Regions from separate parts of the Sus scrofa genome. Here region 2 is linked to region 1. A link is a contact called in public HiChIP or PLAC-seq data. All regions are on one chromosome and are shown on one strand. The core of a region is the stretch at or near the end of the contact, and the rest is flanking DNA. Distances in the headings are between cores, read along the strand shown.

What was found. HiChIP or PLAC-seq counts read pairs in DNA pulled down with a chosen protein or histone mark.
Region 2: a contact with region 1 is called in an H3K27ac HiChIP or PLAC-seq map of skeletal muscle. The contact joins the promoter of PRRX1 here to the promoter of CEBPD in region 1. A contact is called at or near these places in 1 of 47 Hi-C or Micro-C datasets (embryonic fibroblasts) and 1 of 2 datasets of contacts at active chromatin or transcription factors (skeletal muscle).

Annotation. Positions count from the first base shown.
Region 1 is chr4:79,870,716-79,876,270 of Sscrofa11.1, forward strand. It overlaps CEBPD (CCAAT/enhancer-binding protein delta), which reads left to right and starts at 2,148. Exons shown (of 1, transcript XM_005663091.2): 1 at 2,148-3,766. The coding sequence starts at 2,239. The coding sequence ends at 3,009. SPIDR (DNA repair-scaffolding protein) reads right to left here. Exons shown (of 20, transcript XM_021090636.1): 20 at 4,222-4,712. The coding sequence ends at 4,548.
Region 2 is chr4:80,499,227-80,504,781 of Sscrofa11.1, forward strand. It overlaps PRRX1 (paired mesoderm homeobox protein 1), which reads right to left and starts at 3,463. Exons shown (of 4, transcript XM_021090642.1): 1 at 1,812-3,463. The coding sequence starts at 2,052.

The sequences.
Region 1 (5,555 bases), core at 898-3,397:
GCCTCTAGAATTCTGAAAGGATGGAATATGTTTAGAAAGTCCAAGTGAAGTGGGCTGCATCTGAACAACTCAACTGAGCTCAACATAGCAATGCCCGCATAAACATGGGGGAATCCAAGGATCCATTTTTAAGGAATGCTTTCTAACCTGGCCGCTTCCTTTTGACAACTCTACTCAGAACACTACAGCTTGGAGTTCCCATCGTGGCCCAGGGGAAACGAATCTGACTAGGAACTATGAGGTTGTGGATTCCATCCCTGGCCTCGCTCAGTGGGTTAAGGATCTGGCGCTGCTGTGAGCTGTGGTGTAGGTCCCAGACGAGGCTCAGGTCTGGTTTTGCTGTGGCTGTGATGTTGGAGGGCAGCTGTAGCTTTGATTCGACCCCTAGTCTGGGAACCTCCATATGCCACAGGTGTGGCCCTAAAAAGCCAAAAATAAATAAATAAAAATAAAATAAAAATACTACAGCTTCAAGATCCCTAACAATGAGAAATGCAGTAAGTGGAGACATTCAAAAAATGACTGTGAACTACTATCAGAGAGCTATATTGTTATACTGCATTTTTAACAGTCTTTCACTTGTGTTCAATGTCATAACAAATCTATACTTTGCTGGCCTATGACCTCTCCTTTCTCTATTTCTGAAAGAGGGAAGAAAATTCTTAAATCTAGAAGTTATCATTGGGATTTCCCACTCTGGCACCATGGAAATGAATCCAACTAGTATCCATGAGGATGAGGTTCTATCCTTGGCCTCACTCAGTGGGTCTGGGATCTGGCGTTGGGGTGGGCTGTGCTGTAGGTCGCAGATGTGGCTTGGAGCCCATGTGGCTGTGGCGCAGGCCAGCAGCTGTAGTTCAGATTGAACCCCTAGCCTGGGAACTTCCATATGCCACAGGTGCAGACCTAAAAAAAGGTTTTAAAAATAAAAATTATCATTAATTACTGGTTAATACATTTAAAAAATATGAGGATAGCATCTTCCAAGCTCAATCCCAATCTGACATCTGGATGTACCAATCATCTCGCTGAATTTTTTTTTTTATGAGAATATGGTTCTTTGTGCATTCCCTCCCTGGAGAAGTCTTTGGTAACGTTTTTATGGCTTCTGAAATACATGTTTTTTTGGGGGGATGTGCATGAACCACACTCTATGTGTTCCTAGGTTTTACCCTTAATAGGTAATTATAAGTGTGAGATCTATATCATGTCCCTGGAGTAATTCTAGCGCATTATGTATGTCCCTCTAGAAAGCCTACTCAGTACCCTATGGTGTGTTTTCAGAAGTCACCACTGGAATTGACTGCAGACACTCCAGCGATAGTTCATGGAGCGCTGTAGAGCTTGTGGAACGTTGAGTGTTGGGACAAGAGGAAACGAGAAAGGTTGTGGATGAAGGCCAGGTCTGAACAGGGTCTGTGGTGCAAAAAATGGAATTGACCTGAAATGCCTGTCCAAATTGTAGGAAACGCAACAAAACCAGTTCAGTGTCTTTTTCCTGCATTTTACAACCCGGAAAGCGAACATGTTAATACCTTACCAACGTTTTCTTTCTCCTGAAAGGGACCCACCCCACTGCTCTGGATCCAAAGGCACTTCTTTTTTGGAATATTGAATAGAAAGAATCCGGCCTAAAAAACTGAAGTAAGAAACCACCGCAAGATGGCACTGCTCTAGTGGACCAGGAAGCAGCGCCAGGGGTGCCGGGCTCGTGGGGCAGGGAGTTGGTGGGGTTCGCCCGGGGCACTGAGTTATCTAGAAGCTCCGAGCTCGTGGGGCTTGCGGGGTGCAGGGTTCAAAATAGCTTCCCCTGGCCCCAGGCCCGCGGGGTTTGAGAGCGACCCCACCCACCACCCAGGAGCCAGCGGAACGCCGCGGGGCAGCGTCGCGATCCTCCCCCATTCCCCATCTCCTTGATCGGGAAGCACCAAGACCCAAATTCCCTGAAGCTGCGAGGCAGCGCCCCCGTGCAGAGTCCCCGCCGCCCTCCGCTCTGGTTCCGCCCCGGTGCCGCGGGAGCAGAGGCCCCGACCCACCAGCAGGAAGGAGGCGCGGCCGAGGGAGGGTCGTTCCCGGCAGCGCCGCGCGGGCCGGGCCGGCGGGCAGGAAGCGCGGGGGAGGCGCTCGGGCGGGGGTCCCGCGGTCCGCGGCCGGGGCGGAGCGTGCGCGTCAGCCGGGCTAGAAAAGGCTGCGCCCGGACCGCCAGGGGACCGCGCTCGCTGTCGGCTCGACGCCGCCATGAGCGCCGCGCTCTTCAGCCTAGACGGCCCAGCGCGCGGCGCGCCCTGGTCTGCGGAGCCCGCCGCCTTCTACGAGCCTGGCCGCGCAGGGAAGCCTGGTCGCGGAACTGAGCCGGCCGCTCCCGCCATGTACGACGACGAGAGCGCCATCGACTTCAGCGCCTACATAGACTCCATGGCCGCCGTGCCCACCCTGGAGCTGTGTCACGACGAGCTCTTCGCTGACCTCTTCAACAGCAACCATAAGGCTGGCGCCCTGGAGCTGCTGCCCGGGGCCCCCGCGCGCCCTGCGGGCCCCGGCCCCGCACCGCGACCGCTCAAGCGCGAGCCGGACTGGGGCGACGGCGACGCGCCCGGCTCGCTGCTGCCCGCGCAGGTGGCCGCGTGCGCACAGACGGTGGTGAGCCTGGCGGCCGCCGCGCAACCCACGCCTCCCGCGTCGCCCGAGCCGCCGCGCCGCAGCCCCGCGCCCCCAGCGCCAGGGCCCGCACGCGACAAAGCAGCGGGCAAGCGGGGCCCGGACCGCGGCAGCCCAGAGTATCGGCAGCGGCGCGAACGCAACAACATCGCGGTGCGCAAGAGCCGTGACAAGGCCAAACGGCGCAACCAAGAGATGCAGCAGAAGCTGGTGGAGCTTTCAGCCGAAAACGAGAAGTTGCAACAGCGCGTGGAGCAGCTCACACGGGACCTAGCCGGCCTGCGGCGATTCTTCAAGCAGCTACCCGGCGCACCCTTCCTGCCCGGCGCGGGGGCGGCGGACGCGCGGTGACGCGGGGGGCGCGCGGACTGCGGCCGCAGTGCCTGGAGCTGCCTGGCCGGTCTGGGACTTGGACAGCTGTCGCGTGGACCCTAAGTTACTATGACGGCAGCTTCTCTACATCCTACCCCTAGGATGCAGCTAAGGTACATTCGTAAGAGACTTTTCGAGACTAGCCTTTGTACTGTAGATACGAAAAAAAGACTGAGCATGCTCACTTTTTTATATTGATTTTTACAGTATTTGTAAAAATAAAGATGCGTTAGACCCACCTTGATTCCTGCGCTCAAGGCCCTTCGGACCCGCCGGGGAGGGCGCGTCTGGCCGGCTTGCGCCCTGGGGCCGGGTTCCTGGAAGACCATGGCTTTGCTTCTCAAACAGGCCGAACTACACCTGAGGACTTGCGGGTTAATTTGAGGAGACCCTCTCAGGTGGAAGGCGCCCCGGGATCGTGTCAGAAACTTGCTGGAGCGCGCCCCACCTCGAGTGGGGGCTCCAGGGACGGGGAGAAAGAGGGCTGAGGTTATCCGAAAACGTCTGATTCACCTTGACTGTAATGGGATTTGCTTTCCCTTTGCTCAGTCTTGTAGACAGCTTTAAGTAGACTTCCAAGGTGTGTCAAGTACAGAAGTCACGTAGGAGATGAAAAGAAACAGTCACAAAGCTACTTAAAACCAGCTACCTTGCCAGTACTTGTAATGTTTCAACGCTTAATATGGACGAATAAATAAAGCCTTTCCCCCAAGAGTGTGGGTACTAGGCACCCTTTCTTGGTCTTGGCTGCTACATCTATATTATGTAATGAATTAACTGTGGCCTGTCATGATTATGTAGTCATAAGGGAGGAAATGCAAGATCTTTAGTGTCCAGAGATAATTAATCCGTGGTTTTACTTTTAAACTCAGATCTCTGCCAACACAGTGAAGGATAACTGAGCTTTCCCAGTTTCCATAATCTTGGCTCCGGCCCGGGCTGGGCCAGACTAACCAGACCTCTCAGTGTCTCTGTAAGGTAGCTATCGTCAGGTCAGTTACTCTACCTACACTTCATGAGAAAGTTTTACCTCTGACATAGTTCCCCAGAACACTTTACGAAAAGCACTGAACTGCAAAATGCTTAGGTTGGACACTGATTATGGAGAGCAGTGATAGCACAATAGAGGGCAAAGGTTTAAGCTTTGCAAGGTATTCTTTGGGGAAATGTTAAAGGAAGTACAAAAAAACATGCTGAATCATGGTAAAATTTGAACACTTTAAAATTACAATGGAACAAAATAATTTTTTCTACTATATTCCTGTCTAAGATAAACACAAAATGAAGACCTCAAGCTTATTTAAGCTTTAACGTGTTTCTAAATTTGCAGAAAGGTAATAAAAAAATAATCATAGAAAAAAGTATTTAGATTTCTAGTTTACAAAACCATTTTTCCAACATTTGTCCCAGAAAAGCTAGAGTTCCATTTCAAGATCATAAAGTACATTCACTCCACCCAGAGTTAACCAATAACTCCCAGCCACCACCACCACCACCGTGAAGCCACTTTGTAAAATTCACAGATCCCGCAGCTGCAGCTGGTGTTCTGAAGGGCCTCTCACGTCACGCAGGAGCTCGACCTCCTCCAATCCCACACAGCTTGTAGGGTGGGTGGTCACCGACAGGACAAAACAGGTTAATGGCCCCACCTCCTTTCCGAGGACACGCCTCACTTCATAACTCTGCAGGGATAAAAGGTAGGCTGGTTAAAGCAAACAGCCCTGGACATTCTGTTCCCAGCAGCACAGGACACCAGAGACAGAGCAGAAGGTCCTTCCCCTGCCCATGACCCTGCTCTTCAGAGGTGAGAACAGGCTCCAATAAAAGCAAAGGAAGGAACTCCTTTTTCCTGATACTGGAGTTAGTTTTTACACGAGAACATTACAATTATCTGTTATGGTGTTAGTGGATGCACGGATGCGCGTCTCCCAGCTGGCTGTCCTGGGAGAGGAACTGTGGGGAGAGCAAGTCAAGGGCCGAGCCCTGTGTCCCAGCAGGAAGCACGCATCCAGCCTGTAGCTGGCTCCCACTTCCCCAATCCAGCAACACTTCTGGCCAAAGGACTTCCTTTCGCCCCACTTCCTCTGTAACAGGACCCCGTTTCTTCCAGTTACTCTGAGCTTAAAACTTCTTCCTACGCTGTAGAAAGATTCTCCTTCACACTGGTTAAACTTGGGCAAGTCTCATCTCTACTTGGGAATGCAGAGCCCTGGACGGCAGGGGGACCAGGTGACCAGAAAGGTGTGCTGCGCCCTCCTGGTCTCTGAGGATCAAACCTCAGAACATTTTCTTGCAGAGGTGGGGCTGAAAGCAAAGAGAGGCTTGTTGATCTTATGGAGACTGAAGCCCTAGATGGTCACATGTCCTTTGGGAAATTCCTCTGCTACTACTTGCAGAGTAATGTCAGGGGTGCCCCTCAGCCCCGCCCTGGGCCAGACACTTGACAATGTCTATGATAACCAAGTTCAGTGCTAACTCCTCTCTTCCATCATGAGCGTGTCTTAGCAGAGGAGACTGAGGCTGGA
Region 2 (5,555 bases), core at 2,213-4,712, 630 kb after region 1:
CGCCATCCTTCAGTGCTCCAAACAGTGATAAATATTGCAACTAATAATTAGTGATGGTAAAACAAACAAACAAATTGGCAGAATCTGCAGAATTAGTGAATCCGAGTCATGGGCACAGGGACATTCAGAATACTATTCTCCCTACTCTTTGTATGTTTAAATTATTCCTTAGCAAAGTGTTTTAAAATTATTTTGCAGAGCATTTTCTTGAGCTCAAGTGTATACATCAACAATTAATTTACATCGCTGCCTACAGTGAGTGAGCATCTCCCCAACAAACCCCAATAACTCAACAAGGCAGTCTCTGCTTCTGTGCCTAGCTATTACCCTGGACTTAAGGACACCAGGTCTTCATTTCCCAGAGTTGACCAGTTTTTTGCTAGTGACAGCCTAGATCAGACTCCCTATTACCCTCTGCCTTTGTGGTAGTAGGGTGGACTGGCCCAGTTTGTGTTTGGCTAAAAAACACTGAGGGGAGTCCAGGCCTGGACCAAGGATGCAAGGTGAAGGCAGGCGGCCTTCTGGAGACATGGGCTCTCCCTGCTGCCTGTTTTAATGCTGCAGCCCTCCCAGCACTTTGCACAGGCCTTGCTTCCAGCTGTTTCTACGTCCAGTTTGCTTTGTTCTCTGTTTTCTGAGAATCTGACTTTGGCACTGTTTTTTGAAAATCATAGAATGCCAGCAGGCCCCCTGGTTCCACAAGTTCCAAGTTTTAAGACAAATCAGTCAGCAACTAATGGCATGGAAAGCAATCAGCCTTATTTTAAAACTTTCAGCCAAGTTCTGACTCTTGCAACATTGAGGAGGAAATATCCAACCCCAGGTCACCTGGGATGAGCCAGGTGACAGGTCTGTTACAGACGCTGGGACTTATGGATACACCTGGAGTCGCATTTTTAAGGCAAGGCTAATAACGCAAAAAGGAGATTTGCTTGAGGGACCGCGATATCAATCAGAGAGGGTGCGGAAAGGAGACTGTGGAAGGACTTTTCTAGAAATCTTGGGAACAATAGAGAGAGGTCCTCCAATGTGACACCTTTCTAGGCATTGGAGCCCCACACTTCCCTGGCGCATCTCTGCTGTGAGGAATCATGCCTGGCAGGAGCTCGGGTTTCACCCCAAAGGGCTTTGCCTCTCCAGAGTCTTCCCGAGTCATTCAGGCCGTTTATTCCACCGGGGGTCTCAAGCCCTTATGTAGGTGGCAGCAACAGCCGCCGGGACAGACAGCAGCTCCGGCGGGTCCAGCGCCGCCCCTCCCGCACTCCCAGTTTTCCGGCCCGCGCGCTGTGCGCAACACGAGCCTCACGGTTGCAGCTCCCTTTAGGCGGTGCCCTTCGCCACTCTGTCCGTCTGCCCTCGAACCCGCTTATGCCATCCGGAAGAAGCCCTCCAGACCGGACTGAGCATCTTTAAGCCGCTGCCTTCCTAAACAGGACTGGCTCCCTGAGTTTGCACTGCTCTGGGACCCTTTTCCAGCCCAGCCCCATCGTCCCACAAGCTGGAAGATTTGGCAGCCTCGCTCCTCTGGGACTGAGGGGCAGCGTAGTCCGCTTCGGCGCGAGTCTGCGGCGGGCAGAGTCCCTGACCTCAAATGCAGAGCCTCGGAGCTTTCCTCCGGCGTTCTCCCTGGCTACCTCCTCCGCGGAGCCCTCCTTTTCTCATCTTTTTTCCTCCGTCTGTGACCGCCCTTCCTCTGGCTACTGCCACCAATCTCTCCTTGTTTCTGACTTTCTCCCCCTGGCCCAAGGCGGGCTCCAGCCGCTCAGCCCGGACCCCCGCCCTCGGTCGGGACACGCACGCCCCTCACTCACTGTCCTGTTGCGGGGTGTCGCTGCCGCTGGTGAGTCCCGGCGACTCCAGGAGGCTCCGGCCCGCTTCGCCCACGCTCTCGTCCGCCTGCGCCGCCACCATGTCCCCGGCTTCCTCCAGGTCTAGCAGGTGACTGACCGAGAAGTTCTTTTTCGCCTGCAGGGTGTCGAGGTTGCCCGGGCTGTCCAAGCGGCCGCCCAGCGCCGGTTGCCGCTCCAGAACGTGCCCGTAGCTGGAGGTCATGGTCTCCCCCTCCGATCCCACCCACCCCCCTCTTCCCGCTCGAATCAACACCAAACGCTGTGGGCGCGAGGGGGGAGAGGAGCCGAGTGGGGAAGTGGGGGAGGGAATGGAGAGAGAGAGAGGGAGAGAGAGAAAGGAGGGGAAGAACAAAAAAAGTGGAAAGAGGGCGGGGGACCCCCTTCTGTAGAGCAGAGCGTTGTGCACCGGCAGCCTCCGACAGCTTCGGTTGCTTTCCCGAGGCCAAGTCCGGCGCGGTCCAAAGAGATAATCCACACCAAAAAATAAAATTAAAAGTCACCCTATGTTCAAGTCAGGAGAAGAAGAAGAAAAAAAATCCCCTTCAGCTCTCCAAAAGCGTTCACACGCACACGCTAAAAATAATAATAAGGGGAAGAGAGGAAAGGGGAGGCCAGCAGGGCGGGGGAGTTAGGCAAACAGAAGAAGAGAGAAGAAGGGGTGGGAGAGAAGAATCAAAGTGTGTGTGTGTGTGTGTGTGTGTGTGTGTGTGTTTTAGGTTAAAAAAGTTATTCCCAGGCAAGAGTTCAAGCACCAACAGAAGAAGGCTTGTTCCAGCTTTAAAACATCTTCAAGAAAATGTGTTCCCCCTCTCTGCACTCCTGTGGATTCTCAGGAGTGACTAAAGTTTCAGGAGGAGAGGGTGATGTCTTGCAGATGTATTGGAGAGCAGGATTCTCACTTTACTTTTCCTAAGGAGGGGGGAAAAAAAGGCTCCAAGAGTCCGAAGGAGGGTGGTGGTGGTGGGTTTCCCTGTTCCCTTCTCTCTCTCCCCCTCTTCTTGCTGAGCTCCTTTTTCCTTCTCAGTTGGATCAAGAAGCTCTCTGGCACTTCAAAAGGCACAAACTGGCATGCAGAGGAGGCTTTGTAGGGAATACAAGAAAATTGGAGACCCCTGGGAGGGCAGATCTCGACTTAATAGGAGCCTGTAATTACGTGGCAAAGCCTTTGTGCGGTGCCTGACGTTTTACAGACCCCCTTTCTCCATCACAATCTCCTTCTTCCTCCTTTCCCTCAGACCAGAAAACAGTCTGATTAAGAAAACCCCCTTTGCCAACTTCTGAGCAAGAGAGAAAGAGAGAGGGAGAGAGAGAGAGAGGGAGGAGGGGAAGAAAAGGGAGGGAAGAGAAAGCAAGAGCCCCTTTGGATTTTTAAAGTAAAGGTCTAATTATCATTCCCCTGCAATAGTATCACGGGAGAAAGGACAAACTGAAACCCACAGTCACTTCAAACAGGCTGATTATTTTGCTTAGGCATTAACTCCTCCAGATTTGTTTAAGATCCTGTTGGAAAATTTCATTTGCATGTTTTGATAACAGCTGCGGGGAAACTTGTTGGAAAAAATCCACAACTATCTCAATCAAATTTTCCTCTCCCTCTGAGTTTTTTTCTTTTTAATGTTTCCTGCTGTTCTAACAATTTTGAGTGGTGGTGGGCTGGGTGGGTCTGCGAACGAGGGAGAGAGATATTAAAGCTACATTTGGTTCTGTAGAGACAGCCTATTAAATAATGTAGTAAAACGACAGGGTTGATCATAATGGAAGGCTCTCCCACGCTTCTTCCACGGACTAAAGAGATCTAGAAGTCGCTGCATTGATTCGAGTCTCTCTGCGCTGCTAGGAATCAACGGTACAGGGCAGTAGGAAATTTACATATTTATTTAGCTGGGAGAAAGGACTCTAGGAGTTTGTCATAATTGCTCCCCTTCCCCCCCACCCTGGCCAATTTCGTAACCTCTTCAGTACGGCCAAGGTCGCTTCCCCAGGCTACGACGACGCTAAGCCGAGAAGGTCGCGCTGCCCAGATGCGGAGGAAGCAGGGGCACTCCTAGAGCCAGCTGCGGGCAGACGTTCCCGTGGCGGCTCAGGGTCCGATTCGGGTGCCACGGGGGTGGGGACGGGGAAGAGGGGCGGACGAATCCCCATCTAACTCTAGAGATAGTGCTTTGTCGTCTGTCTGCTGAGCCCTAACTTGATAGAGGACAGAGAGGTGCTGAGCGATTTTTTCATGACCGGGTGGAATTTGGTAACAGCTTTAATAGTCTCATTAGAAATGAGTTACTATATGACGAGTAAGTAAAATATTCAGTGCTTATTTGTGGCGTTTTATGTTCTTTAAACACACACACACAGTCCCTCACTCCCTTGATTACTTTTTTTTTTTCTTTCTTCCTATAGTCTAGGGGCTCGGCTCGACTGAGAGAAAGAGTGTGTGTAAATGGTTTCTGGGCTCCAAACGGCCATAGTTAGCCCAGAACTTCCAGCCCTGATCTAGGAAAAGAACATTTGATGCCATCAAAGGGCTGCAGATTGAAACCAGATGTGCTAGCCTCGGTTCTTTCCATGCATTTAATTAAGGAGCCAGGACGGAGGAGACTTTTTCATCATTAGTCCACCCACTCCCCCCTCCTCTTTCAATCCCTTCACCCTCCCCGCGGCCCGCTCGCACCCCCTGACCGGGAGCCCAGAGGCCCCCACCCCCAGCCAGCCCCGCGAGGTGCGCCAAGCCCATCGCTCCTTCTACCCAGCGGTCGTGGCTCTAAGCAGTAAACATCTGTCCCGTCTAGGCCGTGGGGAGCTGCGCGGCCGGGCTAGCGGGATGCTGGTGGGAGACAGACGCGCGCCAGAGTGGGCTCGCACCCGAGTGGCAGCTTTGGAGGAGGGTGCCTTGCGAGGACATTTCCAACACCGTTTCTTCTGAGAGCCTAAGCCTACACGTGTCAGTGCCACCACCGGCTGTGAAAGACTGGGCTTAATTGCACAGAGGCTTTCACCAGCGTCCTGCAGCATGAGCTTGGGTGCAAGGGCTGAGGAGGCTTCTCTCCAGGTTCCTCGAGGCACTGCTAGGTTAGTGGAATTCCGCAGGGGAATCAGCCTCCTCGAATCTTCCCAGAAATGGAGCAGGCCTTAGCCTCTCACTCCTTCTCCACCCTCATTTACACAGTTGTACCTTAGGTTTCTTTTTGTCCTTGCCACTGACGAAACTGCTCTTAGTAACAATGGTTTGGATAAGGGACCAAGGGCTTCTGACTCCCCCAGGGACTTGCCTCTTCCCCTGAAGACTCATTAATCTCCGTCATTTGAGGAGAAGTCGCCTTTTGGAGGAAGTTGCCTTGTCCGGAGTGTGCCATTGGCCTGTTGGAGAGGTGGCCACAGGGAAAATACAGGCAGTTGGAAACCTGATCAAATGTCTCCATTTGTGTTCTGCAGTGTTTTCCAGAGGGATCAGGCTCTCCCTTAACATCAGCCCCTTGTCATATGCCCAATAATATCAACCAGCCCTACCAATACCAACTAAGATGCTAACGGTTTCAAGTATTGAATCATACATTTGCTTAACATTTGTTAACCAAATGCATACATATATATGTATGTGTGTGTATACTTTTGTGTGTATATATACTTTTATGCATAATATTTTCCCAAAATAGCTTCCAGAATGAGAACTCAAATACCAGCCAACTGTGTGGGGATGGTCCAGCTTCCACA